Regions from separate parts of the Mus musculus genome. Here region 1 is linked to region 2. A link is a contact called in public promoter capture Hi-C data. All regions are on one chromosome and are shown on one strand. Each heading gives the region's core, a stretch centred on a gene start, on an enhancer-like site or on the middle of the called end of the contact. The rest is flanking DNA. Distances are from core to core; before and after follow the strand shown. Region 1 holds the start of Copb2 (coatomer protein complex, subunit beta 2 (beta prime)). Region 2 holds the start of Gk5 (glycerol kinase 5 (putative)).

Region 1 (3,942 bases), core at 139-2,638, 2.4 Mb after region 2:
TGCTGACCTGCAGCAGCAAAAGATGGAGACACAAAATGAGCACGGCAGGTGGGGGCTTAACTCTCCAGCAGGTAAACTACAGGTGTTATATAGATTTAAGTATTATCAACAGGTTCTGTGGAATGGAGATGTTATTTTATTTTATATTTATTGATACTGTGTCAAATTAAAAATGCAAAGAGAATTAAGGAATCAAAAATAATAGAAGCCCAGCTATTCTCCACACTAGATATAGTTCACATTTTAAAAAGTTTCAACTAATTCTTGCAATTGGTTGCGCTACAGTATGCGATTATGTGATTATTCATGTCAATTATGTAAAAATCTCATTACTGAGAGAAAATTTGTTTTTACTGACAGAATAGTAAAAATGGATCTTTGAAAACTATCTGACTTTTTGTATATGAAAAACTGAGGCCTATAAATCTCCCAAGAGCCAGGCACTACCTAATGAAAACTCACCCTTACTTCTCTCAGGCTATACAATTCCTTTCTGGAAACCTAGGCTTTTCTCCAACTAGAGGTTTATAAGGAGCTAAGGGCAACTTCCATTTGTTTCATAGCATTATCTTTTTAAAAGGTGTGTGAAATCGATACACAATGTATTTGCACTTTTCCTGGCAATCATTTTTTTGAAATTCAACTAATTTATTAAAGAGCTATTTTGGCATAGCAGATAGAGCACTGGGCTTCCAGGGCGTATTCTCCCCTGAGCCCAGATCTTAACAACACTACTTACTATGCCATCTTGGCCAGTAAACCTGAGTTCTTTGAGTCTTACATTTCCAATCAATAAAACGGAGACGACTCCTACGTGATGTGGCAGTACCACCAACTGAAGGTACATAGCCAAACAAACGACCCGGTGGATGCTCTTTGAAGGGTAATCACCCGACTGCCTCCGGGAGCCTCCAGAACCAAGATCTCAGGGCTCCTCGGAGCCTCAAAGGCGGGAGCCGCGCCCACATCTTTTCCGCCTCGGTCGGTTTCACCCAAGACCCAGACACCGCTCTGGGCCCCGTTCCGGAGCCCGCTGGAGTACACAGTTTTAGAGCTTTCTTTTCTCTGCCAGAGGCTCACGCTGTTCGGATAGCGCTTCCGGGCCCCTCCACTGCTGCCGACGTTCAGCAGGAATCCAGCACTGCGCTCCATCTTCTTGCCTTTCTGAAACTGACCGAAGGTGAGCAGCCCAGACCGCCGCTAGTCACCGCCCAACTCTGGCCACAGCAATACACTCCATCAGCCAGCTCAGCAGCGGGAGACGCGGAAGTCCGCGTTACCTAGGAAACTGGGGCGGGACCATGCACGGACCGCCTTACGGAGGGTGTGCGCAGGCGCAGAGCCTGGCTCCGAGTACCGCGAGAGTCGCTTCCCGGAAGTTCCACGTCAGTGGGTTGGCCGGTCCACGGGTCGGTGGGTTCCTGAGTGTGTCGCCTTGAGCCTGTGACGGGCAGGGGCTCGCTCGGACAGTCGGAGCCATGGTAAGTCGGGCCTCAGGGGACAGAGAGTGGAGCCCACCGGCTGCGGCGGGTTCCCGGGGCTTCTTGGCTAGGAGCAGTAGCTAGAAGCGGTCTGCGCTGCTACTGCTGCGGCCTGACGGGGTCCTCCTGTCCCGTTGGCGTCCTGGGAGGAAGAAGGCCAGACCGGGAGGCTGCCGTGGTGACACAGTAGTGTAACTGGGTACCCGCGAAGGAGCGGCGCCCCCGACTCTCAGGGCGGTCAGGGCGCCTGTCAGTGCCCTTGCAGTCTGCACCGGGTCCGGTAGTGCAAGTAAATGCTAGAGTCAGGACTCGGATGCCAAAGGCAACTTTGACCAAGTCACTTTATTCTGTCATTGAGGGTGGTGCTTGCTAACCCACCTTCCAGGTTGCGTGAGGTGTTTGGTAGTGTGCAGGCACCACATTGCAAACTTAAGCAGAGGAAAACCAGAACTAAACAAAGTTAAATGTATATGGAGCCAGAGGTGAAATTTCAAATGCTATGGCAGCCCAGCTCGTCGTTTTCTAGTTGATGTTGATTGGGCCTTCTGTGCACACAGAGGATGACCTTTTTGGGGAAGGCCCTGAGATCTGCCTAACTTAGTTTTGAGACATATTTTTAATAGTCAATTAAAAATTGACTTTCCTTCTTCAATGTTTGTGAGTTCCATACCCACACATTGAACCAGCTTTCGGTGGAAGACATTTGAGGAAAACTGTTGTGTGAACATGTGCTGTCATAGTATACAACGACTCTTTACAACTTTGACCCCTGTATCGGTGTTCTAACTAATCTAGAGATGACCAGGAGTGATGGGTAAATTATAAGCACTTAAATAACTGAACGTGAGCGTTTTGATTTGGTGGAGGATACTGGAACCATGTGCAGAGATACTAAAAGATGGCTGTATTTTAAGTCTCGAGTAAAAAGTACAAAACATGACTTTATTTATTTGCTCACTCACCATAGGAGCATTTCACTGTCCTGCATTTTGCTAAACATTTACCAGCTGATTGTCACCGCAGCCTGTGGATAATTATGAGTAATGTTTATGGTGGTTACTATAAGCCGTGCTCTGCTCTAACTGAACTCTGATTTTAATTCTCAGAATGCTAAGAGAGATATTATTATTATCCCTGTTATACAAGTCAAACCTTGGGTGTTAATTAAACTTACTACCATGTGTCTGACATGAGCGCTGCAGCTGAGGCTTCTAGCAAGACTGTGGACCTCATCTATACTACCTGTTCCTCCCGTATTCCCAAATACATATGGTGTGGAGAGAAGGAGCTGGATAAGCACTGAGCCTGCCCTTCAGAAATAAACCACTCCACAAGCAAGAAGAGCTGTGTACGTGGATGGGGAAGAATCCTCTGGCTAGGCTAATCAGAAAGGGCATAATGGTGGCAGTGGCATTTAAACTAAGTCTGGAGTTGAGGATGCAGTGTGAGTAGTTTAATCGTCTAAGACCTGGTATGATATCTTTAAAACACTCATGACTGGGATGGTAAGTATGACTCCAGGAGCGCTTGCCTGCAGTAATGCACATTTTAAAATGGGTGTCTTTACTTTGGGGTATGTGCAGCTATATACTAGGTAGTTCAGAGATCCCTAGCCATTTTGAAAAATCAATTTGAAAACCTTGTTAGGATTATCCTAACAATCCTATTTTACACACACATACACACACCACACACTTACACATACTTACTTGGATGTGGGGGCTTATGTTATGTTGAAGATCCCACTATGGCTCCTGGCATAACATACTTCCTGCTTGTTGTTGACTCAAAGATGAGAGGGAGAAGTTAAATTTTGTGACAGTAATTAGTGGGGCAAACATTTAGAAATCATCGAAAAGGTTTGCTCCCCTGAGATTAGCTTGTGATTTAAAGATGGTGGCTTGAGTATGTTAGAGATGGGCAGGGCTGCATGACAGTGGAGGTGTTCTCACGAGAACTGACTAGTTAGAGCACGGGCCTAAAGCTGGTTTTGGAAGTGAAGAGCAAACAATGAAGAACAGTTAGAAGTACATGTGTCAAACAGACACACAGAGAGAGGAGACTGAGAGCCTTGTTAGGTGTCTGTTTCAGGGCATTCCCTCTGCCGGGTCCTCAGTTTTGTGCTGAGAAGCAAACCTTCGCTTTCTGTTGAATTCATGACTGTTAGGGAACAGCACAGAGGCACCAGCACAGTAACTCATCCTGGCAGTAAGGTCCAGGTTGTGCGCTAGGCTTATGGAAGGGGAAGTGCATTTTAAACGAGCCTACAAGAAAGAGTGGAAGAAGAGAGAGTGTTCCAGGACTTCACTGTGGAATGAACTAACTTTTCTTCTGGAATGGCTTCCCTGGGAGAGACGGAACACAGTCGCTTGCTCAAATCATTTTCTGTTCTGTGGTTCAGAACTGTTCATAGCTGTGGTCTGACTGGAGAAGGACAGTTTTAAACTGTTACTATTTTATG
Region 2 (3,416 bases), core at 241-2,740:
ACACACACACACACACACACACACACACACACACACACATGACTGAGCTTCCCCCGATTAGTTGAACACCAGGCAAGCTTTGGAAAAGGGCAAAGGCAAGCTTCGGGAAGGAGGAAATCAAAACTGTAAGCATGGAAGTGTGCCTTCTTTTCCAGGCTGCCAGCAGGCCCTACAAGTTTCTAAGCTTGCCTGGACCTACAACCAATTCTTTAAAGTTTCTTTCCCTCAGGAACTGGGAGAGATAGCTCCGTAGGTAATGTGCTTGCCAGTCAAACATGAGGACCAGAGTTTGGTGCCTATTCACGACAAGAGCATATAGAATCCTAGGGAGCCTTTGGTCCTAGTAAGAGATTGCCTTGAGGAACAAGGTCAAACTTCAGTTGTGGCTCTCAGGTTCTGGCTCTGCCTTCCCTCTGGTATTTGTACAGTTTCAGTTTCTCAAGAGAATCGGACAGCATAGGACTATTAGTCATGCATACAACGCTGGAAAGTCTCTCTCTCTCTCTCTTTCTCTCTCTCTCACACACACACACATTCATGCATGACCAATTGGTCACCAACGATATAGGGCAGACCTGTGCCAGATGGTGCAAATAGGCATTGCTGTGTAGAGACAGACTATTAAGAGAAGCCACAAACAAACAAAAATAAATATGGTGTTCACAGTCAAGCTTCAAGTGACAACCCAAATCCAACTTGGCAAATCTCTGGGAAGCAAGTAGGCTAACAGAGTAATATAAACAAGAAAATATTCCTTTAAGCTGATAAGCTACCCACAAAACATTCTCACGAAATTTAAACTTTGTGTCGCGGCAAAGGCCCTTTAGTGCCATACAAAACTTGGACATCTATTCATCGTTGTGTAATACATGCAAGCTTTTCTGGGAAGACTTCATGAGGAACCTCCTATACTTTTGAATGTCTTCCCACGGACTGGAAAGATGGCTCACTGGTTAAGAGCACTAGTTGCTCTTGCTGAAGACCGGGGTTTGGTTATCATTGCCTACATGGAAGCTTGCAATCGTCGGAGGTCCTCTTCTGACTTCTACATGCATCAGGCACATGTGGCTCACACACATAAATACAGGCAAAAAACTAAGTGAACATGAAAAAAAGTTTAAAATTTTTTCATCTCACTTGATTTTTCCTAACAGATATTCGTAAAAAAGTAATCTGGGCTAGAAGGGAACTAAAAAGTTTCAAAGTAACGGTCGCTGAACGGTGACATCCAGTACAGCGCTGCGGTAAACGCCATCTTTGCCAAATTCCCACGAGCTGCTCGGCGCGCTGCCCTGACGTCACGGTGCTAGGGGCGGAGCGTGGGGTAGCAAGGCTTCCCGAAGGGGCTGAACGAGGCGGGGCGGGGTCTTGTGAAGGGGCGGAGCCTAACTCGTCGAGGGGCGGGACAGGGCGCGGTGTAGGAGGGGCGGGGCCGCGAGCTCTCCGCCCGGGGTCTGGCGTTTATAGCTCCGCGCTGGCCGGCCCGTGGCGACTGCAGTGTTCGGGGTCGCGATGTCAGGGCAGCAGGAGCGTGCAGAGCGGCAGCGAGAGGAACTGAGCGCGTCGGCCTCGCCGCCCTCCCGCTTCGTGCTGGGGCTGGACGTGGGCAGCACGGTGATCCGCTGCCACGTCTATGACCAGACGGCGCGAGTGCGAGGCTCCAGCGCGCAGAAGGTGACTAGGCGCGGCGGGAGGGTCTCGGGATCTGACTGCACCCTAGCTCTTCCTGCACCTCTGGGGGGCTCGGGCCGGCGTGGCCCGGTGTCTGTCTCTCGCTTCCTGTCCCGCGGGACTCAGCGCTCTAGCTTTACCTGGGTGGAACCGAGGTGACTCTCGGGGCAGCGCGGGCAGATTGTGTATATGTGGACAGAAGGTGGTTAGTGATTTGCGTGGTTTTTCTGCACTTCCTCGTCGACCTTTTATGCCTTTTAGCTCTTCAGATTTTGATGGAATATAAAACTGTGGGTTTTTTTTTTTCGGTTGTGTTATTTAAACAATTCGTTGCATTTATTATTTGTGTATCTGTGTGTGCTCGCGTGCTATATGGCACACATTTAGGAGTCAGAGGACAACTTTCTTGGGCATCGGTTTTCTCCTTCCACCATGTTGGCCCGGTCCCTAGGATTGAACTCAGGTCTTCAGGCTTGGCAGAAGTACTTTTACCGCCAAGCCACCTTACTGGTTGCGTTCGTAAAAGTGCTAGGTCCTCACATTAACATTTAACTTCCATGGATATTGGAGACACTGAGCACATTTTGAAAGCTTTGTTATCCTTATTTCTTTCCATCTTTGAGAATTCATTAAAAAGTATCTTCTGGCTTGAGAAGCCTGCCAAAGCATTGGTTGGTCTTTGTTAGCAAAGCCTTAAACCTCAGATGATACTAGTTAACAGCCAACCCCCATTTTAATAAAGCGCTAATTTCTATACAGTGGTCAATGCAGTTGATTGAGTGTAGTGTTCTTATTTACTCCTTTAAATACTAGCATTTTCTAATGTTTAAAATATTAGCGAAGGGATATGAGAGCCATTTAACTTCTTCCTTACAGCACTGGGCTCCCCCCTTTTTTCCCTGTGCTATCCTACATCGACTAGGGTAAAAGTTAAGTAGTGACTGCCTTAAGAATTTACTTTGAGGAAATAGACTAGACGTTCCCTTCAGGGATCTGAGCTAGGAGGTGAGTTGCAGCAACTGCGCTGCTCGCTCTCTCTCTGGCCAGCTGTGTCGGAACACTGCCCACCCACTCAGTCCATCCCTGTCCCAACCTTTAAGGACAGGTCTAAGGCACATACTGAGCTCTTGTCGTATTGCAAGTCTTTATCACAAACACAACGATACTTCTTAGTTTTTCTTACAATTCTAGTCACAAAGTACTTTTGCTGAAACGGTGCATTTTAAATTTTTTTTTTTTAATTAAGGAATGAGAGTTTGGTTCAGGAAGGAGATGGCTCAGCAGGTAAAGAGGACTTCCCAGTCCTCCCTCCTAAGCTTGGATCCCTGAGATGGACAGGGAGAAAGGAGAGCATAGGTTGCCCTCTGTCCTCGGCACTTTAAACTGGCACAAGTGTGCTCCCTACCCTGAAGTAAATATGAAATTTGATAAATTTTTAAGAAGTTGGTAGGCAATACAGCTGCATAGTTGTTGCACAATTTAAGGAAATTTGATTTTTAGAAAGTATTGGGGTTTGGTGGTACATACCTTTAATTCCAGGGCCTGGGAGATAGAGGCAGATGGGTCTCTGAGTTCAAGGCCAGCCTGCCTGGTCTACCGATGGAGCTCTGGCTATGTAAAGAACTGTGGAGACGATGCCTGGGAACTGATGGGAAGAACACTGTCTTTGGGATGCTAAGCATGGTCTTAAACCGTGATAGCTGATGTCAGAACTTAAGGGTGTGCTTCTGGGCAGATAACTACAT

The links. Promoter capture Hi-C pulls out the DNA fragments that hold promoters and counts their contacts.
Region 1: a promoter capture Hi-C map of liver shows a contact between it and region 2, with 2.5 times the contacts expected there. The contact joins the promoter of Copb2 here to the promoter of Gk5 in region 2. A contact is called at or near these places in 4 of 39 promoter capture datasets (erythroid cells, liver and pre-B cells).

Annotation. Positions count from the first base shown.
Region 1 is chr9:98,562,343-98,566,284 of GRCm38.p6, forward strand. Copb2 (coatomer protein complex, subunit beta 2 (beta prime)) reads left to right here and starts at 1,389. Exons shown (of 22, transcript NM_015827.2): 1 at 1,389-1,481. The coding sequence starts at 1,479. It overlaps 4930579K19Rik (RIKEN cDNA 4930579K19 gene), which reads right to left and starts at 1,269. Exons shown (of 1, transcript NR_029444.1): 1 at 118-1,269.
Region 2 is chr9:96,117,939-96,121,354 of GRCm38.p6, forward strand. Gk5 (glycerol kinase 5 (putative)) reads left to right here and starts at 1,491. Exons shown (of 16, transcript NM_001368879.1): 1 at 1,491-1,674. The coding sequence starts at 1,513.